Linked DNA regions of Gossypium hirsutum: region 2 is linked to region 1. The links are chromatin contacts, called in public Hi-C maps. All regions are on one chromosome and are shown on one strand. Each heading gives the region's core, a stretch centred on a gene start, on an enhancer-like site or on the middle of the called end of the contact. The rest is flanking DNA. Distances are from core to core; before and after follow the strand shown. Region 1 has its middle 80 kb from the start of LOC107892532. Region 2 has its middle 16 kb from the start of LOC121217154.

What was found. A called contact is a pair of places that touch in the nucleus more often than the background predicts.
Region 2: a contact with region 1 is called in a Hi-C map of leaf, with 4 times the contacts expected there. The contact joins two enhancer-like sites. A contact is called at or near these places in 2 of 34 Hi-C or Micro-C datasets (leaf and petal).

The regions. Positions count from the first base shown.
Region 1 is chrA02:33,946,600-33,952,113 of Gossypium_hirsutum_v2.1, forward strand. No RefSeq gene overlaps it. Among protein-coding and RNA genes, the nearest start is that of LOC107892532, 80 kb to the left of the region's middle. Within about 2 kb of position 2,337, at least 3 of the 9 cell types and tissues checked have an H3K27ac peak or open chromatin away from gene starts, as enhancers often do. A contact at or near this core is called in leaf, where this site is marked.
Region 2 is chrA02:34,564,492-34,570,005 of Gossypium_hirsutum_v2.1, forward strand. No RefSeq gene overlaps it. Among protein-coding and RNA genes, the nearest start is that of LOC121217154, 16 kb to the right of the region's middle. Within about 2 kb of position 2,245, at least 3 of the 9 cell types and tissues checked have an H3K27ac peak or open chromatin away from gene starts, as enhancers often do. A contact at or near this core is called in leaf, where this site is marked.

The DNA.
Region 1 (5,514 bases), core at 1,087-3,586:
ACTTAAGTACCTAGCTCGTCCATGATCCAATCCTAGACATGCACACATCCATTGCCATACTTTAAGCTTATTACTTGTCCACGAACAACAAATTAAGTTTAAGTTTATGTAAAATATTTATTTCCATTGAAAACATTTACATTGGAAGCTTTGCTCGGTTAACGTGATATTTGAAAATAAGTAACTTTTATAAAACGCGCCCTAGAGCTAACCAATTTTAAGGAATCAATTTAAGTGAGGTGAATCTCAAGTTGAAAACGATTTAAGTAATTTAAAAACCCAAAATAAAAATAATAAAGCGGCCTTATTACAACTTTAACCAAAATAGAAATAATAAAAAATAAATGCGAAATTTAAAAGGAAGCTAATTGAAACTTATTTAAAAACCAAAAATTTAATCTTCGTAGCCACTCTAAATCCCGCCCAGCTCCAAGTCCACCAACTAGAGCTCACCTACAAGGATGAAAGAGAAAGAGGGTGAGTTTGGAAAACTCAGTTTGTATGGAAAACCCATCCAAAGCCCAATTCAGCTCAAGCCCATTAGGCCTAAGCCCTATTCAGATAACAGCGGGTACTGGGCCGAAGCCCTTTTCAGAATACAGTAAACTGGGCCTTAGCCCCTTTTTAGATAATAGTATGGCCCATAGGCCCATTCCAGAACAGAACAGACATATTCGTGCATGCAAGCCCAACCTAGCTAATAACCAACCGCTACACTCCACCCGTACCAACCCTACACTCCATGTGGGGAATAGCTCAACCCACTCAGCCCTACACTCCATAGTTGCAGCATTGCTGCTCAGATATCAGTAAGTTGAGGCAAAGCCTCCAGTACGTGGACAAGCCACTTTCAGCACTTCCTCCATCAATAACCCAGTCCCATGCATCAGATAATAATAACATGGCATGCAGTAAATAGTAACAGTCAAACATGCATTCAGGTCAACCTTAACACTAGGGGTGTATCAGTAATTTTGCTCCTAGGGGTAAATCTATAAATTTTCCACCTATAAAGGTATTTTAGTAATTTTATCAGTTTTAAGGTTTCTCACGAATGTTACTATCCTTACTAGCCCATTTGTCATCGCAATAATTTATTTGTCTCAATTTTACAATTTTAGCCATTGGATAGGCCCTACAGTGTCCACTAGCAATTTAAGCCCATTTAATTCAAGTTTTATGACCAGTTTACCGGTTTAAGCAGTTTCGATTCCACAGTCTAACAGAACATTCTTATTGCCTATTTTTTTATTATTATACCTTTTTATTTATTATTATTACCCGTATGGGCCAGTAAGCCCATTGGGCCCAATTTTAGCCTATCGAGGCCCAATTACCGACGTGCACGAAATTTCACACACAACTAACTTACCACTTTGCAATTTCAGATCTAATGATTTCTAAATGTCTTGTGAGCACTCGCACACTCACAAGCCCACGAAATGCCAGAATTTCGGCATTTCGGCTTTTGCCGATTTGAACAATGAGAGGGTGTTCGATACACACCTGATTTAGAACGGTACATTGGTGAGATCCTCACAGGAACTGCCTTTTGCCGAAATATGGGTTAGATCTGATGAGCCAACCGAATTAGTCTTCAAGCCTTTTGCTATACGTTCCCTTGTCCATGCTAACGCATCGGTTCCTTCAGCCAACGATTCCACTTTAGCTCTTATTCAATTTTGATGTAGATCTAACCTTCAAACCCTAGTAGAAGTCAGTCCTTTTCTGATCTAAAGATTCGGCTATGCCCCTAAACTATGGGGTTTTCGGGTTTTTGAAACTGTGAAGAATATGAGGTATGAGAGTTTTGTAGTGGCTTTGTCGACAAAACTTTAGGGTTTAGAAGAAGAAAGAATAGACCACAAGATGGAGAAGAATCAGAGGGTTTGGCTAGGAGAAATCGGCACAGAAGAAATATAGGCTTTCAGGATTTCGGCTTTTGTGTATAAAGCTTAGGAACAAATGATTAGAAAGTGGAGATGAGTAAAATAGTCGAAGGATTCGGCTATGGGGGAAAAGAAGAAGAGAAAGTAGATGAAGAGAAAAGAAAAGAAAAGAAAAGAAGAAGAAAAAACTGAATCCTAAAGGCCAAATTATACGGCACTTATTAGCTATGGCCGAGTGAGTGTATTTCGGCAAAGAAATTCTTCCTAAATTCCAATCCCCCGAATTGCTCCTTGATCTTTGGCCACATTCAATGTTTGAATTCCATTCAAACTCTTGACTGATCAACCCACCGTTTGCACCGCCTCAGCATGCTACCAAGAGTCCTGATCAGACCCCACAACTCCTTCCCCAGGCATGCAGCAAAAATCCCAACCTTGCGTGCGCGAGATGAAGCTCGAACCCCAAACCTCCGTCCACCTTGTGCCCTTGCGCCTTCGCCCGAGCTGCTCGCCACTGCACCACGTTTTCTTCTTTACTAATATATGGTTACAATTAATTATAAACCTTACCTGCTGAAGCTTTGGTCCGCTTAAAAAAAAGGGAATTTCGCCTTCCACGCAACTCGAACCTGTGCCCTTGTGGAACTCCTAGCACCCTACTGCTACTGCGCCACAAGCGTCCTTGTAGCATTAACTCGGTCGCAACTATTCTTAAACCTTACTTTAGTGTGACCTGGCTTCTAAAATAAAAACAAGCCTTTGCGTGCGCCAGCCCTTGAACTTAGGCACTATACCACATTCCCAGCGCCTCTGCCACTGGACCGAGCTTCCTTTCGTGTTACCTTTTAACCCCAACTATATATAATGCTTCCCTGCGTCGTTCCCTGATATAAAGAAAAAATAAAACACTTTTGCACATGCTGGGAGTCGAACCCCAGCTCTCCTTCCCACTACCTAGCATGCTAACCACTGGGCCAGGTACGCTTCTTCATGCCCAGTTTTGCCCAATTTATTTTATAAGCCTTATGCCCAGATTCCCTCTATGAGGCAAAAATTAAAACAATTTTTTTCCTAGAGTTTAAACACTAAAACAACAATAATCTTATAAATATATATTTTTTCTTTTTCTTTTTCCTATCTAGTAATAGTAATTATAATAATAATAATTTTATAAATATATCTAATCATAAAAATTTAAAATATCCGTAATAATAAATACAGTAAAAATTTTCTAGTAGTAATTTAATTCAAAATTTTTTTCTTAAACGATAATATTTAAAACTTCTTAATTATTCAGGTTTTCTTCTATCCGAATCCCAGACTCAAAACCCAACTCTTCTAGGCCCCAAATTCAGGGTGTTACACTTTAACTATAGTTTAAGTTAGTTGCGCTAGAAACAATTTTTAAGATAATGGTTTTAAAGTAGTGACACGACATTCTTGGATCCTCCTTAAGGGTCGAGTTTGGAGTGTTACAATATCTGGTTTACCAATAACCTATAAGATATCAATAGTCAGTGATTAACTCTAGGACCGAGATCGACATCACACCCAAGGCTATAATATTCATCAATTGGGTTTCTTTTATTTAATTTCGAATTCTATTTTAATTTACTACTATATTGTTCTTTGATTTTTATTTATTTAATTTCGTATGACTTGAATCCCTCTTTATTCATTTTACACAGGTCTGCAAATGTAACATCCCGAAATAGGGCTTAAACAAAATAGTGGTTGTAAAACCATGAATTCGAGGTCAAAAAAATTTATTTCGATTAAGTTTTAAGGTTTATTCATTGATTGAATAATTGTTTGAAAATTTTGTGAAGAAATTTTATGTATAAGTGCCTAATTTGATAATTAGGACTAAATTGTAAAATTAGCAAAATGTGTGTTCTAGATAATAAGGGGGATTTAATTGAAATGGGTTCTTAAAGTGGAGGTATTAGACCATTATATTTAAGTTTGGACAAAAATGGGAAAGAATAGGACAAATTTGAAAGAAAACCCTTTAAGGGCATTTTGGTCATTTAGTAATTAAAAGAATTAAAAAGGGAAAATAAAGCCAAAATTGGTCCATCTTTTTCATGGAGGCCGAATATAGCATGGGGGAAGCCATGGTTAGGGTTTCCAAGCTTTCCAAGCTCATAATTGAAAAAATACCCATAGGTTAAATGTGTTTATTTTGATGTTTTATGGTAGAATATTTAGCTTGAAATTATGTTAAACAACTTTTGCTAAGCGATTTTAAGTGAAAACGAGTAAAATGACATAATTGGTAAAAATACCTAATGTTCATAAGTACATGATAGAGTGGGAATTTGATGTTACCATAGAAGGGAAATATGTTCAGTGTGTCATAAAACATAAGAAAAATGGATAAATTTTAATTTCTGAGCCTAGGGGCAAAATTGTAATTCTATAAATGTTTAGGGGCAAAATTGTAATTTTTTCAAAGTTTGAGTTAGGGAATGTTTTGAATATTAAATTAATTAAATAAGTGAAATATGATGTTTTAGATCCCAGAAAGTGAGATTTGGACCTAGAATGGGAGAAAAACTAAAAATTGGGAAAGTTGGTAAAATGGTCATTTTGGTATCGAGGTATGTTCATATGTTTAATGAACATTTAATTATGCATATTTGAATGATAAATTGATATTTTGGCCATAAATACGTTAGTATTGAGTTTCAGATATAATGATTAATGTTCGATAATAATTCGATATTGGAAAGAGAACTTGTATAATTTATATGTAAGACCATATTTTGTATTATGGCTTTGTATGATAACAAGAAAGTATTGACTAGCATAGTTTGATGAGAATAAGTTAAGTTGATGATATGATGAGATTGAGAATGTAAGTATGTAAGTTGAGTAGCATTTTATTATTTTGCAATTATTGTTATTAGTATTGTTATTATTGAGTTATGCGACTAACCTTGAGAATTTGAGCAAGTATGTTTTAGCTATGATTTGACAAGACATTGATATCTCAAAGTCCATGGTTGTACCATGGCAATTAAGGAAGAATTTACGGGAAAGTCTATGTTCATAACATGGCATTTAAGGAGGAATTGACGGTTAAGGATACCATGTAAGACCCTGTCAAGACATGGCATTGGTAAGGCAAGGATCCCGTGTAAGACCATGTCAAGACATGGCATCGGCATTGATTAAGGACTCCATGTAAGACCACATCAAGATGTGGCATTGGCACTAAGACAAGGATACCATGTAAGACCATGTTTGGAACATGGCATTTGGTAAGGTAAGGATACCATGTAAGACTATGCCAAGGCATGGCATTGATAAGTTCTATAAGGCAAGGAAATCATGTAAGACCATGTCAAGACATGGCATTGATGAGTTACTATAAGGCAAAGGTCCCATGTAAGACCATGCCAAGGCATGGCATTGGTGAGTTCATAAGGCAAGGATACCACGTAAGACCATGTCAAGACATGCCAATGGTAAGTTCAAAAAAGAAAAGGCTCCTGAGTAATCCAAAGAGTAAGTCAAAGAAACGACGAGGTGAGAACATGAAGAAAGAGTACAAGTATGCATTTAAGACGTATTTAATATTAAGATTGTAAGTAATTGAGATTATCAAGTATTAAGTAAG
Region 2 (5,514 bases), core at 995-3,494, 620 kb after region 1:
TAACACCGGTGCCTCAGCCAACAATGCTTTCAACTGTTCAAAACTCTTTTGACATTTCTCAGACCACTCGAATTTCACATCCTTGCATAACAATTTGATCATAGGTGTAGTAATAATTGAAAATCCTTTAACAAAACTTTAATAATAGCCAGCCAAACCCAAAAAGCTTCTGACTTCGGATACATTTCTCGGTTGCTTCCAATCAATGACTGCCGAAATCTTACCGAATCAACTCGTATACCTTCCACTAAAACAATGTGTCCCAAAAATATGACTTCTCGGAGCCAAAACTCACTTTTACTGAATTTAGAAAATAATTTCTTATCTCTCAAAGTCTGCAATACGATTCTTAAATGTTCGGCATGCTTAGACTCATCTCGGGAATAAATTACAATGTCATCAATAAATACAACCACTAACTTATCCAAATACCGTTGGAAAATTCGATTCATCAAGCCCATAAAAATGGCAACAGCATTAATTAATCCAAAAGGCATAACAAGAAATTCATGGAAAGATCTTTATAGAAGTCCCTGTCTGATCCAACCAAAGAGTTAGTATCTAAAATATATATATATTTTAGATAAGGGGGACTATTCGAGCTCAGAGCGATGAAAAAAGCATTTTCGGGAGGGGAAAGAGGAAAGCGTCAGTCAGCTTGAACTAATAAAAGGAATAAAACCACCATAGAGATAATGCCCATACCTCGTTCTGAACGCAATTTTTGGCATATCTGAATCCTTGACTCTTAGCTGATAATAGCCTGATCTCAAGTCTATCTTTGAGAACACTGTTGGCCCTTTCAACTGATTGAACAAATCATCAATTCTCGGTAAAGGATACTTGTTCTTTATCGTAACCTTGTTAAGCTGACGATAATCAATACAAAGTCTCATGGATCCATCTTTTTTCTTGACGAATACCACTGGTGCATCCCAGGGTGAAAAACTCGGTCTCGCAAATGCCTTATCTATTAGCTCTTGCAACTTAGACTTCAATTCTTTCAATTCAGTTGGAGCCATTCTATACGAAGCTATCGGTATCGGTGAAGTTCCCGGCACTAAATAAATAGTAAATTCAACCTCTCTGATCAGTGGTAATCTAGGCAATTCTTCTAGAAACATATTTGGGTATTCACAAACTACCGACACAAATTCAATCTTAAATTCAGACACTTTCGTATTTAGTACATACACAAGATAAGCCTCACAACCTTTTCTTACATACCTCTGAGCTGACATCGACGATATCACAATAGGCAACTCACTCGACTCATCCGGTTCAATTCGAAGAATTTCATTATTTTCACATTTCAATTCAATAAGCTTTCGTCTACAATTCACTACGACATCATGTAGAGTCAACCAATCCATTCCAAGAATGACATCGAACTCATCAAATGGTAAAAGCATTAAATCAGCCAGAAAACAGTGACCCTGAATCATTAGAGGACAACCCTTGCAAACCTTATCAACTAGAACATATTTGCCTAAGGGTTTCGACACCTTAATCACATATTCAGTAGACTCAACTTACTAGATACCAAATTCATGAAAATATAAGAATAAGTCGATCCAAGATCAATCAGTGCAACTACATTAGTATTATAGAGAGTAAATGTACCAGTGATAACATCAGGGGATGTGTAACGCTCCGATTTTTGGGGCCTAGAAGAGTTGGGCTTTGAGTCTGGGATTCGGAAAAAAGGAAACCTGAATAATTAAGAAGTTTTAAATATTATCGTTTAAGAAAAAAAATTTGAATTACTACTAGAAAATTTTTATTATATTTATTATTACGGATATTTTAAATTTTTATGAAATTTTAATTAGTATTATGAGATAAAATTATTAGAAAAATATTACTGTATGTATGTTTGAAAATTTTTATGAAAATTATTATTATTTGCTGTATTATTGGTATTTGAAATTTTTATTATTAGATATGTTTATGAAATTATTATTATTATTAGCAATTAAATATGTAACGAAGGGGTATAATGTGGGGAAAGGTCCGGGGCTCGGCCTATAGCTTTAGCAAAATTCTTGAATCTTGCCTCTTAAGGGAATCTGGGCAGTAGGCTTCATTAATAAATTAGGGCTGATTTTTAGCACAAGCAGGCAACTGGCCCAGTGGCTAATGACGTTAGGAGGACGCTAGGGAGGTGCTTGGGTTCAAGGTGCGGTGTGCGCAATTTGGGTTTTTTTTAATATGCAGACTGCGGCTAGAATAAGGGTTAAGAGAAGTTGCGAGTATAATTTAACACAAAGAGCGCCTTGGTGCAATGGCAGCAGCGCGCTAAGGAGGCCCAGGGGTCACGAGTTCGAATGCAGGGAACAGCGAAACTTGTTTTATTTCTTTTAAGTAGCCCGTGACTGAAGCCAATAAGGCTTATATGTAAATACAGTCATATTATAACAAAAGCGAGGTTGTGTTGTAGTGGCACTCAGTGTGGCTGAGTGTTCTGGAGGTTGAAGGTTCGAGTGGCGTAAAAGGAGGAATTTCACTTTTATTTTTAAGCGGACGGGAGCTTCAGCAGGTAAGGTTTAAAATTAACTGTGACCGTATATTGTACGGAAGAAAGCATGGTGCAGTGGCCAGCAGCACGGGCGTAGATGCAAGGACAGACTGAGGTCTGGAGTTCGAGCTGTTGTACGCGCAATGGGCTACTAATTTTGCTGCTCATGTGGGGGGGAGTTAGAGTTTGACCGAAACTCTTCTTAGCAGCATGATGAAGCGGTGGATAAGGCTGATCAGTGGTTAGGAGTTTGAATTAAATTCAAACTTTGAATTTGGCCAGGAATTAGGGAGCTAAGGAAGGAATTAAAATTGGAAAAGGACTTTATTTTATTCTAATCTTATCTTATTTCTTTTGCTCATATTCTTTTCTATTTTTCCCAAAAGCTGAACAATTCTTTCCTTTTCTATTTTCTTTCCTCAAAGCCAAATTCTTTTTAAAACGACTTTTTCTTCTCAAATATTGGTTGTCGATTACTCCTTTGGTTGAAACCATATCTCCTTTCCTTTTAATCTTTCAAAAGACCGAACCTCTAATCTTACATCTCTTCCTCTACTGATTGTCTCTTCGATGGTGAACTTATCATCACCTATTTTTTTTTCATTTAGATCGCAATAGCCATATTCTAGGATAGATCCAAAAGCCGAAAAGCCTCATATTGTAGTGATTCGGGAATTAATATTTAGATCTATTTTCTATGCATGTTTAAGTTGAATTCACAACGGATCTAGGGTAGGAAGGTATTTGGAACGTTCTTCAATGAGTAGATCTCTTGGTAAGTATTCGAACCTTCTTTCCATTTGTATCTTGTGGTTTAAAGAAAAGCCGAAAACCCCTATATGCAAAGGGTGCCTGTCGACGAAACTAAAAGGGTTTAGTGGTGTTATTTGATTTGTTTTGCTCTAGTGTGGATTAAAGGCTACTAATCGAGGGCTTGGATATTGGAACGACCAGAATTAGATCTAGTCCATTTTTTTCGGCAAAGGTAAGAACTTTAGTGCCTAAGGTGTTAAGGGCCAAATGTGGTAAGGGTTTGATGTGTTAAGTTATTATGGATTCATAGATTAACGTGTTAGTAACTGATTGTAGGCAACTCGTGTGTGGAACCCATCAACGTTTCATTGAAAAATAGGTGTGTAAACGACACCCACTCATAGACTAGATCGGCAAAAGCAGAAAAGCCGAAATGCAGGAAAGCCAGCATTTTGTGAACTTACGAGCGTGCGAGTGCTCATGAGATGGTTGTTTGTTAGTTTTGGTAATCTTAAGCGGTATGATTGCAGAGTGCGCAATTTCGTGCACTTCGATATATTTGGGCTTAATGGGTCGAAAACGGGTTAATGGGCCAACGGGCCCAATTCAGTAAAGACACTCGGTAAGTGTTTCTGTTGATGCGTTAACGGTTGTAGGATGTATGTAAACCCTAAAATAGTGAATTTTACTAAAACACCCCTAAGTATGAAAATTACCGTTTTACCCCTAGGTGCGAAAAAGACCATTATACCCCTAGGGTTAATTTTGACTGAAATGCATGATATTCTGATTCTGTTTGTTGTATGCCATGACATATATATCTGTTGCATGGGATCTGGGTTATGTTATGGAGGAAGAACCCGTTCTGGTGGCTGTGCCACATATTCTGATATAAGCAGCTTTGCTGCGGATTATAGTTAGTGCCGCAACCGGTGCTAACACTGTAAGTGTAGGGATGGCATGGGTGATTTATTCCCCACAGGAAGTGTAGGGATGGACGGAGGCAAGTGCAGGGTTGGATGGGGTTATCATGCGTTAATCATATGAGGTTGTTTTGTTATGGGCCAACTGTATTGAAATGGGCCCAACTGTGTTAATATGGCCAATGCCCAATATATCTCGACTTGTAATAGGGCTACGGCCTAGATTGATACTGATATGGGCTAGGGCCAATATACTCTGATACTGTAACGGGCTACGGCCCAGATTAATATTGATATGGGCTAAGGCCCAGTTAACACTGATTTCTGAATAGGGCTTAGGCCCAGTAAAGCTTGAACTGATTTGGGCTCTGGTTGGGATACTTTACACACTAAGTTTTCTAAACTCACCCCCTTTCTCTTCCATCCTTGCAGGTGAGCCCTAGTTGGTGGACTTGGAGCTGGGCGGGGTTTAGAGTGGCCACGAAGATTAAGTTTCTGTTTTGTTTAAAATAAGTTTCGCATTTATTATTTTGATTATTTTTATTCTGGTTTAAGTTGTAATAAGGCCGATCTTTTTATTATTTTTAATATTTTGGGTTATTAAATTGGTTAGCTCTAAGGCGTGTTTTATAAAAGTTACTTATTTTCAAAATATCACGATTATCGAGCAAAGCTTCCGCAACGTAAATGTTTTCAAAGGAAATAAATATTTTAAATGGACTTAAACTTCATTTGTTGTTCTTGGACAAGTAATATGCTTTAAGTGTGGCAATGGATGTGTGCATGTCTAGGATAGGATCCATGAAGAGCTTGGTACTTAAGCAGTCCAATAGACTTACCTCCTCCTTTCTGGCTTCCTACCTGGTGCACAGCTTCTATTCACTTTAATCGATAACGAAAATATTCTTTTCAAAGATTTTTAATTAAAACATGAGTTTTACAATAACGCTCCAATAAGTTTTACATCAAAAAGGGTTTTCAATGAAAACATGGTTTTCGAAAAACACTTCAATGTGACACGCCGAATTCGGCCGTAACGTCTGGGCCGGGTTTGGGGTGTTACAGGATGACGCATCTTCACTAGCGCGAATAGCGTAGGTTTTAGCAGGTGCTTTGACCTCTAATCTCGCAGTTAAATCTTTCGTTACACCTTTGCTACTATTCCCACTTCCAATATTTCTTGGTGGTCTCCCTCTAGTGGCAATGTTACTCGGCCTTGCATTCTAAAAATTGTCCTTCTCAGTCATTTCAGGACAATCTTGAATAAAGTGATCTTGGGAGCCACATTTAAAGCAAGCCCGGTTATTCATCCTACATTTA